2 separate regions of the Mus musculus genome follow, and region 1 is linked to region 2. The links are chromatin contacts, called in public HiChIP or PLAC-seq maps. All regions are on one chromosome and are shown on one strand. Each heading gives the region's core, a stretch centred on a gene start, on an enhancer-like site or on the middle of the called end of the contact. The rest is flanking DNA. Distances are from core to core; before and after follow the strand shown. Region 1 holds the start of Stbd1 (starch binding domain 1). Region 2 holds the start of Art3 (ADP-ribosyltransferase 3).

Region 1 (5,261 bases), core at 1,897-4,396, 220 kb after region 2:
ATCAATCGCAAGTTCATGAGTTTTCTGCTTCTATTGGCTGATGAACTTCCAGGATCCAACAACCATTTCCTTGGGTTTCATGATTTGCTAGAATTCAAGGAAACATCATTCTAATTTTCTTTCATCTATATCTTTCTGACTATCCACCTACCTATCTTCTTTTTGGGAATCATGAATTCACAGAACTCAAGGAAACCATGGGTTTATGCTCACTGGATTATAATGGAAGGTATGCGCTATGGTTTGGATATTCCAAACTGTATATGGTGAACCCAAGTTCACCGTTAGATCTCTAATTAAAGACATGAAATAGAGTTGACAAAGATCATACCACGTTCTATGTCTGTAGTGCTTGCAAGGCACGTGGGGATCTGTATAAGTTAAGAAAGCCACTGTGGATGGAAAGAGCCAGCGAGGGCGGGGCCGAGAGGTCAGGAGGGCAGGCTTTTGCTGTGAGATGCAGGGTCATTGGGCAGTCTTCCATGAAGGTCTGACATGGTTGCAGTTGGCTCTATTAGCCTCTAGTTTGAAGACAGGCATCATGTAGGGGCTTGTGACTCAGTATAGCTGTAGTGATGTCTTCACCTGAGTGAGTTTGATTGGATGTGTTTGTCAGGTAGCTCATCCTTTCTCCTCTTCTTTTTTTTTTTTTTTTTAAAGATTTATTTATGCTGGGCATGGTGGTGCACGCCTTTAATTCCAGTACTTGGGAGGCAGAGGCAGGCAGATTTCTGAGTTCGAGGCCAGCCTGGTCTACAAAGTGAGTTCCAGGACAGCCAGGGCTACAGAGAAACCCTGTCTTGAAAAACAAAAATATAAATTAAAAAAAAGATTTATTTATTCATTTATTTTATACATATGAGTATACCACCATTACACTCTTCAGACACACCAGAAGACAGACACCATTACAGATGGTTGTGAGCCACCGTGTGGTTGCTGGGAATTGAAGTTGGGACCTCTGGAAGAGCAGTCGGTGCTCTTAACTGCTGAGCCATCTCTCCAACCCATCCTTTCTCTTCTTATTATGCTTCTCTATATTATCTGTGTGTCTCTCCTCTTCTACCTCTCTGTCATCTACATTTTTCTGACTATCTATGTAACTTCTTTGCTTGGATCTTAAATTCTTTAAAATTTTAAATTAATCTTAAGTATACTTTGATCATATTCTTTCCTCCCTTTCAGCTCATCCCAGAACCTCCCTGTCTTCTTACCCACCCAACTTCATGTCTCCCCCTTCTCAAAAACAAAACAAAACAAAAAAACAACAACAAAACAAACAAACAAACAAACAAACAAAAACCAAAATGAATATAGAAACACAAACTTAAAAAAAGAAAATTAATAAGACCAAAAAAAAAAAACCCCCAAATCAAACAAAACAAAAAGTATACACACACACACAAATCCCCAAATGAAACCTGGAGCTTGTGTGTGTCAACCATCTACTCCTAGAATGTGGCTGATATACCCAGTGAGACTCCATTGGAGAAAATGGATTTTCCCCTTCCAGCAGGCAGCAATTGCAAGTGGCTTCTTGGTCAGGGGTGGGACTTGGTGCTCACTCCCCCCACTGCCTTCAGTGCTGGGATTCTCTCTGGTTTGGGCTTCTGCAGGTGTTTTTCAAGTCGTTACAATCTCTGTGAGTGCGTAAGTGTTTCGAGTCCCGTTGTATCTGCCAGACACTGTCTCGGTGGAGTTATCCACTACCCCTGGCTTCCTTCTTCCACCATCCACCTCCTCTTCCACTTAGATCCCTGAGCCTTTAGGGGATAATTTAAAAAAGTCATCCCATTTAGGACTGAAAGCTCCAAAGTCTCTCTCTCCACACGGTCCAGTTGTGGGTCTCTGTGCTAGTTCCCCTCTACTGCAGGAAGCAGCTTCTCTGAGGAGGGCTGAGTGATGCTCTGATCTACAGGTATAGCAACAGTCTATTTGAAAGTTAAATAATTTAATAATAAAACAGGAGTCAGTATTGCTCTGTTCTCCACCTCTCTACCAGTTGCAGCCTATGCCAAGAGAGGAGCAACCCACCAGGAAGTCTCTCTCAGGAGATGTGTGATCTCTTGTGATCTCAGTGATCCAGCGAGGTGCACTGTTGAGTGATTGATCCTCCCAGAGGGAGCCATGTTAGCAATAATTGCAAGGCATATACTTTCCAGCTGTGGCCTCAGCAACAGGATGTATGTGTTTAAAGGAAAGACTCCAGGTAAAACACCCGGCTCTTTACCCTGAGTAGTGTGCACATCAGCACAGCAGTGTGGTCCTTCCTTCACAGGATTTCTGTTGTGTGAGGACCAATTTAAGTTCATACACAAAACACTTTGACTATATGATGCTTTGATAAAGGGTTGCTGCTTTATTAATATTTACTTGTAGGGGCTCCGTGTCTGGGCAACATCCAGTTCAGCTGGGTGGGTGGGTGTGCAGCAACACGCGTGGCGAGAGAGAGAGAGAGAGAGAGAGAGAGAGAGAGAGAGAGAGAGAGAGAGAGGAAGAGAGAGAGAGAGAGGAAGAGAGAGAGAGAGAGAGAGAGGAAGAGAGAGAGAGAGAGAGAGAGGAAGAGAGAGAGAGAGAGAGGAAGAGAGAGAGAGAGAGAGAGAGAGAGCGCCAGAGCCTGTAACTCCCCACTGGAAACGGGAGAGAATTTCGAGTTTGAGGCAGCCTGGGGTACGGAAAGACTTCTAGGCTAGTCTAGAACCTTTTTTTAAAAAAAAGAGTGTAGGAGGTCCCAGAGGTAAAGGCGAACAAGATTGGCGGAGGTGGTGGGCCTTTATGTAGAGATTTGAGAAAGCTGGGGATGGATTGGAGCTTCCCCTAAGCCCCTGCGCCCTCCCCACGATCCTTACTCTCTCCACCCCTAATTGTGCTAACCGTCCAGTGAGAGCCTTCTCCGGCCTCAGAGCTCCGGGCGCCCATCTCCTGGCTCGGAGCTGTGCGTAACCGGGCTCTTCTGGCGTGGGATAAAGTGGAGCGGGACCAGGTGTGGAAGGGCCGGCAGCGGTGATGGGAGTGGGCGAGAGCCGGGTTGCGGGGCGGGGCGAGCGGGGCGGGAGGCGGGGCCAGGAAAATTCGCGGCGGCCGTGGAAGGCTGGGCTGGCGGCCAAGAACCTTAAAAGGATGGGGCGGGCGGGGTGGGTGTGGCCGTTCGGGTGAGCGGAGCCCTGCACTGGGGCTCGTAGTCTCCCTCAGCCTCTCTCAGCCATGGGCGCCGTCTGGTCAGCCCTGCTGGTCGGCGGGGGTCTAGCTGGAGCGCTCATCCTGTGGCTGCTGCGGGGAGACTCTGGGGCCCCGGGGAAAGACGGGGTTGCGGAGCCGCCGCAGAAGGGCGCACCTCCTGGGGAGGCTGCGGCCCCGGGAGACGGTCCGGGTGGTGGTGGCAGTGGCGGCCTGAGCCCTGAACCTTCCGATCGGGAGCTGGTCTCCAAAGCAGGTATTCTTCCTCCCCTCGAGCTAGTTGTTTTGAAGTTCTCCGGGGAAGGGGAAACGAAAGGCACTTGGAGCCATGCGGGTGGGTTCTGGTGGACCACCTTCCCCGACCTCGGACTGAACCTTCTTCAGCCCTCATCGCGTTCTGGGGTTGTCCTGTCCTGGAGAGGCCACGCGGGTCCTCCAGAGGCCGCGCCCAGCTTCTGCCGCCTCAGCGGGCACAGGCTCCTCCGCCTGGCCGCACTTGGAGCAGTGTACGAGGATGGCTTGGGGGGGGGGGGGCATCTCACAACTCTTCAGTTCCTGCTGAAGCTGAGAGGGACATCTTCTGAGTCCCAGTCGCTGACATACCACACCCCTCCTTAGATCTGGGGCTTATGAACACTCACTTCCTACTATCTGGGCAGCTTTTTCAGGAAAGTAAAATTCAGCTTAGACTTAGGTCATGAAGGCCACTGTAGCTGAGGCTTTGTGCTGGCGTGTGAACAAGTGGTGGCCTACTAGGGAATCGAACTCTGATGAGAATTGTCACCTAAGTTTAAATCTACATTTTAGAGACCCTGCATCAGGCAATCAGTGTGCACTGGCACAAACCCTTACCTCCTGTGCCCTTTGCCCAGCTGCCTGGCAGAACTTATTTTTAGTGGTGGTCATTTGTAGCTACTACGTGAAAATCTTTCCCACGGCTGGGTTTTGATAAAAGGTTCTTCAGAAAATTAGGACTCCAGAGTAATATTTGCTGACATCTCACTTTGAAGGTCATCATTAAAAAGAGGCAAACATGTAGCGCAGAGTTCTCCTAACCCCTGCTGATTTATGGTTTTAGGGCGGTCAGGCTTCTAGGAGAGGTCGCCAGGAATGAAGCCAGGGTTTTAGAGAACTTGGATAGTATACTTTTAAGAATAGTTTTTATAACTGTATGTACTTATTAAGGAGGGTGGGTGGGATGGGAAAATCTTGTGCTTGTTGAAGACATTACTTTTCCCTCAAGCCCTCCCCACCCCCACCACACCCCCCCCCCCCAGCTCCACTCAGTCTTGTTCTCGGTTTTCTTCACACTGACTGCTATGCTTTCCAGTTAGCTGGAGCTGGCCCGTCTTGTATTCACTGCCAGGGAGTTCAGGTGTACTCTCAGGTGCAGGGTAGCCATGTAATCCTTTGTTCTATAGAAGCCACCAGCATGTGAGGCTGGGCCTTGTGCTAAGCTCCTGCCCCAACCCTTGGACAGCATTTTTTTTTCTTCTTTTCTTTAAATGACAGGAGCCAAGTGACTTAACTTTGGATACCTGCCAACATGGTCTGGACTGTGGGAGACTTTGCAACTTGCCACTTCATTCTCTCTCATGGTGTGTGCTGAGACTCCCCAAGTGTGCTTTTGATCGTTGGCTCTACATGTGTGCTCTTAGAGCAGTGTTGGGAATGTTCAAATAGGTACTTGCTTTTTTTAAAACAGAGCCTTGAACTGTACATAGAAATAAAGACAAGAGCAAAAGTTTTCTGCGTCTTCCTTTGTGAACCACCTAATGTTACTGCCCTTTCCTTTCTTAGAGCATCTTCGAGAAAGCAACGGACATTTGATTTCTGAGAGCAAAGATCTTGGTAACCTGCCGGAAGCACAGCGGCTGCAGAATGTTGGAGCAGACTGGGTCAATGCCAGAGAGTTTGTTCCTGTTGGGAAGATTCCAGACACACACTCCAGGGCCGACTCTGAAGCGGCAAGAAATCAAAGCCCAGGATCTCATGGAGGAGAATGGAGACTCCCCAAAGGACAAGAAACAGCTGTCAAAGTAGCTGGCAGTGTGGCCGCAAAGCTGCCCTCCAGCAGCCTGCTT
Region 2 (5,494 bases), core at 2,581-5,080:
GAATGAGGGTGAATATGAACAAGGTAGATTATCTACACTTGTGAAAGTGTCACAATGAAGACAGTTATTGTGTATAATTCATATAGCTACTGAAATATTCTGAACTTAAAAAATAAAATCCTGTGTAACTTTTTAACACCCCCATGCCCCCAGATTTAGACTAAAGCCCACCAAGGTTGTGTGTGTATGTGTGTGTGTGAGAGAGAGAGAGAGAGACAGAGAGAGAGAGAGACAGACAGACAGACAGAGACAGAGACAGAGACAGACAGACAGAGACACACACACAGAGACACAGAGACAGAAAACAGAGACAGAGAGAGAGAGAGACAGAGACTTTCTATAGGGCCTCAGCAACTGTCTCTGAAAAGCCTGTCTTCCGTCTTGAGTGTGTACACATCTGGGCAGGGTGTCCTATCATGTCCGTACACATGTTTCTTTAGCATCCTTCTCATGTAACTATCTTTACAGCATGTATCATTTGGGACCTGTCAGCTTATTGCTATGATATTCTTAGCGTTTGCAAACTGGGGTGAGCCCTTTGGTTTCTGGACAAGGTCTGAAGCTACACCAAGTGGTGAAAGCCCTGAGCAGAGATGGATTAAGGTGCTTCTTAACAATACACCAGCTACGCATGATCGTTTCACTAAGGACTGATACAGAGACTTTAGTCAGCTGAGTCAGACGTGCATGTTACCATATGAAATAAAATGTACAGTGTATAACTGGGCAGCACGGACCCTGATCTGCCCTCAACAATTTGCTTTTAAGATATTTGAAGCTGAGGAGGTGGCCCAGTGGATAAACTACTTTCTTCACGAGCATGAGGTTCCGGCTTGGAAGCACGATGGCTTGTGTCTGTAACCCTAGCCGTGGGAAGGCAGAGGCAGGGAGTCCCCTGGGACATGCTGGCCAGTGAGCTACATCAGTCATTGCCAGGGTTAGTGAGAGATCCTCTCACAAAAGAAAAGGTGGCGATGGCAACCGAGGAAAAATGCCTGACCTCAACCTCTGGTATACACACACACACACACACACACACACACAGAGAGAGAGAGAGAGAGAGAGAGAGAGAGAGAGAGAGAGAGAGAGAACAGAACAGAGACACAAAAAGAAATACATAACAATTTTTTTGAGCTTGCTTTCCTGAAGTCAGGTACCAATTCTTCAAGTAAAAAAAATTTTTAAATCAATGTTATGGTTTATATAAATACTTTATTTGTACATTCTGGGAAGGTTCTGTCTTAGACATTGAATACAAAGTGTATTGCTTAATACAGCTGGGTTACATAAACATGAAGTCAGAACCGGTGGCCTTCTGCTGAAGCTGCCCTGCTGATGATCTCCTCTGACAGCAACTCCAACTCTGTCGCAAAAGTGCATTGTTGGTTCTTCTTTTGACATTAATACCATAGTCTGTATAGAATAGTACGGTATGAATCGTCCCATTTTAATAACAGCAACAGCTAGTTTAACATTGAACTTACAGAACACATAGAAATCAAATGTGAAGGAATGGGTTTGGCTAAAGAGTTGGCTCACGAGGTCTCCCTGCAACTCACGACAGAAAGCAGCAAGGCTTGAGAGTGCTCCTCCTCGGGACCTCACTCAGCAGCTGCCCAGCTGTGGAATCTGGGCCCCTTTGCTCTCTGCTCCGGTATAAGAAATTAAGGTAGCAGGCATACAACCTCTGAATCAATGCACATGGGAAAAAGCAAACACCAGATAGGTGCGTCCTAAGGTGCAAACTCAGCGCCATTATATACTCTGCAGTTTTCCCTTACTTGGGACAGAAATAAGTGGAATACCTCTGACAATGCTGATACGTAATTTAAAGAGCAGCTTCTAGATTTTGTATTTGTTTTTTAATTTTATGTATATGGATGTTTTGCCTGCATGTATGTCTGTGCACCATATGCATGCAGTGACCCTGGAGGCCAAAAGAGGGCGCCAGATCCTCTGCGACGTCAGTAACAAATGGTTGTAACTATGGCTGTCATAGTTACATTTTTCCTCAGTGACAAAGCACCATGACCACAGCAATGAATGAGAGAAAACATTGATTTGGGGCTCGTGGTTCCAGAGGGTTGAAGTCCATGGCGGCAGTCCTGGCAGCCAGCAGCCAGTCATGGTGCTGAAGCAGTAGCTGAGAGCTTACCTCTGAGCTACGAGCATGAAAGAGACAGAGACAGGGCCTGGAGTGTGGGCTTTTGAAAACTCAAAGCCCGTCCCCAGTGACACACCCCCTCCAATAAGGCCACACATCCTAGTCTTTCCCAAATAGCTCCAACAACTTGGGATTAAGCATTCAAATACAGGAGCCTGTTGGGGCCATTCTCGTTCAAACAGCTGCCATGTGGGTTCAAGCCAGTATTTTCCATTGCTGAGCCTTAGCTCAAGCCCCCAAGACAAATTTCTTATTTAAAAAAAATGAGAGCATGGGAGATAGAAAATGCTTGCCTTGTAAGTGAGAAGTTCTGAATTCAGATCCCCAGCCCACATAGAAATCAGAAGCCAAGAGGGTCCCTGGAGCTCACTTGCCACCCAGCCTAGCAAAGTCATTTTAGGTTCAGTGAGGAACCCTGTCTCAGAAAACGAAATGGAAAAAACACTGTGACCAAAAGCAACCTGGGGTCATCTTGTTCATCTCTAAGGGAGGTTAGAGCGAGAACTCAAGCAGGGCAGGAACCTAGAGGCAGGAACTGATGCAGAGGCCATGAAAGAGGGCTGCTTACCAGTTTCCTCATGGCTTGCTCAGTCGGCTTTCATTGTGGGACCACACCCACAATGAGCTGGATCTTCCCCAACCAATGAATTGTACTAGGCTAATGGGATCTCTCTCTCATTCTCTCTCTCTCTCTCTCTCTCTCTCTCTCTCTCTCTCTCTCTCTCTCTCATAGATTTGTTTATATGACTACACTTTAGCTGTCTTCAGACACACCAGAAGAGGGCATCAGATCCCATTAGGAATGAATGGTTGTGAGCCACCATGTGATTTGCTGGGAATTGAACTCAGGACCTCTGGAAGAGCAGTCAGTGCTCTTAACCTCTGAGCCATCTCTCCAGCCCAGGGGGCCAGGGGTGGGGGGTGTGTTTTCTCAATTGAGGTGCCCTCTTGCCAAATGACTCTAGCTGGCATCAAGGCGACAGAAAACCAGCCAGCATCTGTCCTTGTTCAAAGAGTGTTCTAGATGCTGGCATCCCCAGCTTCCTTCCTGCCAGTGTTCTCGGTTGGACTTTCATTGGCCTTCGTTTATCCTGAGCAGTTGTTACCTGATTGGGTCTGGGGACACACACATAGTAGTGACTGCCAAACCAGCTTCAGTACTGTGCTCAGCTTGTTTGTGTGTCTCAGTGCCTGGCGCAGTACCTGAACCGCAGTCAGCTGGTTGAGTGGTGATAACCATCACTGTTGACAGTGTTTAACAAGTGAGCCCCCTTGCTGTGGGTGTCATCTAATAGAGGACAGTCCAGCCTTCCCTCTAGCATATGAGTGTCAAAGGCTCAGTTGTTGGGAACTGACCACCCCGCCACCCTACCCACCCAGTCCCATTCCCCCAACTACACACACACACACACACACACACACACACACACACACACACACTGCTCCAAAGGAGTCCAGGGCTGGGTTCAGAACTGAGCATGCTCTGTGGCGGGGGACATTGCTGTGGATTCACAGACCTCTTGGAGACTTAGTGTTAACAGCAGTGGTTCCAGGGCAGAGTGTGGCGACCGACCGGATATAAATAGCAGGGCAGAAGTTGACTAATGAGCCACTGCCAAGCTACCACTAGGGGTGTTATAAAAAGAAAAGCATTCCCAGGCAGCTCACTGTCAACAACATCCTATCCTGGAGGGAAGTTCTCCACAGCAGAGTGGGAATCCGGTGTGAGACAGGGCATCATTTAAACTTCCTGCAGAGGCACAAACGCCAGGTAAACATTTTGATTTATTTGCACCCAAACTGCAGAAAGGAAGACCAGGGAAACCCTGGCCCACGGCTGGCTTGGCACGTGCTGCCCATGGGTATTCCTTAGACTTTTTGAGAGGGAAGTTTGACACAGAGTAGCATCTTAAAATAACTACAGATATTTTAATAGCTTTAGATAAAAGGACTGCTTTTGAAGACAGGAACCTGGGACCTGGATGGATTACAACAAGAAAGACTGCCCTTCCTTCCCCTATGCTGTTTATTATCTCATTCAGAATCCAGATGATGATGTTTGGTTAAAAAAAAATACAGGAAAATAGAGGCTTCATTTGAGTTACAGCAATGGCAGCAGCTTTGCTGGAGCATTATGTATGTGAGAGACCGGAGGCTAACAACCTGTGTCACTGGTTGAGTCGGTTAATGGCTCCGGATAGCTTCAGCCAGTGAGGATTCTTGCCCTCCTGTCTATCCCTTACGCTGCCACAAATACCGGAATGGGTATTGGGCGCCCAGCCAGGACAATGATAGAATCTTGTTAGAATCACTGCCTTCGAAGGGCTCCTGAGTCTGTTCCTATCGTCAGGACATTCCACACTGGCTCGACCTCTGGCTTGTGTTGATTGTGAAGAGTTGGAGGAGGGAGGTCACCTCAGGCGAACAGCTTTGTACTGCTGCTGACCTCATGTCTCCGCTCCCACCCAAGTGGGCATGCTCTAACTTGCAAAGCGAACGGAAGAGCGGAAGCTTCACATGGGAAAGTTTCTAGACCATTCTTAGAAACTGGGAGTGAGAATGAGAGCATGGTGGTTTTAGTTTGTGTTGTTTCCTGTGAGTGCTCAGGGGACATTTAGAGATTGGGAGGAAAAGGTCTCTCTGGAGGGAGAGGTCTGTCTAGAGTTATGTGGAAGTAGACTTGGAAGCACTAAAGTTCTCTGCAGTTTTGCATTGACATCTCTAGAACAAACTGTTAGACACCTGGATAACATTGAATGCCTCTTATAGTCATAGGAATGTATTTGATAATCACTGCGACTATCACAATATCTATCCAGAATGAAAAAATATGCAACATCACCTTATCCAGTTCCGTTTCCCTAAACCCTCTTTGTTAAGTTTACTGAATTAACGTTTTTCATTCTAATCCAGACGTGAAAAATGAAGATGGGACATTTTGAAATGGTCACCACGCTGCTGGCAGCCGCAGTTCTAATGGACATCTTCCAGGTAATGAAGGGAACGGGAAGCATGCTCGCTCCCTGGGCTGGGAACCCTGTAACACAGCCTGAGGCATCTCTGCAGACTGAGAGGAGCCAGAATAGGCAAATGAACTTGTTGGAAGCAGCTTTTCCTTTATTTTGCAGGTTACACATGTGGTAAGTGTAGAAAATTTAAATTAAGCAAAGAAGACAGAAAAATTCAACCACAAACTCCCTCACTCAAAGGGATCAACTCTTGGGGGATTGTGTAGATAGCCTAGGTGGTTTCTCTCTCTTTGTGTATAATTTAATTAAAAATATGGTACTTTTAACCTTGCCTACAGCTAATACTACACGGCATTTCCAT

What was found. HiChIP or PLAC-seq counts read pairs in DNA pulled down with a chosen protein or histone mark.
Region 1: an H3K4me3 HiChIP or PLAC-seq map of embryonic stem cells shows a contact between it and region 2, with 11 read pairs. The contact joins the promoter of Stbd1 here to the promoter of Art3 in region 2. A contact is called at or near these places in 3 of 39 promoter capture datasets (embryonic stem cells, stem cell-derived epiblast-like cells and trophoblast stem cells), 1 of 484 Hi-C or Micro-C datasets (the HL-1 cell line) and 2 of 115 datasets of contacts at active chromatin or transcription factors (both in embryonic stem cells).

Annotation. Positions count from the first base shown.
Region 1 is chr5:92,599,905-92,605,165 of GRCm38.p6, forward strand. Stbd1 (starch binding domain 1) reads left to right here and starts at 3,147. Exons shown (of 2, transcript NM_175096.3): 1 at 3,147-3,433; 2 at 4,978-5,261. The coding sequence starts at 3,205.
Region 2 is chr5:92,383,057-92,388,550 of GRCm38.p6, forward strand. It overlaps Art3 (ADP-ribosyltransferase 3), which reads left to right and starts at 3,831. Exons shown (of 10, transcript NM_001370591.1): 1 at 3,831-3,935; 2 at 5,078-5,155. The coding sequence starts at 5,087.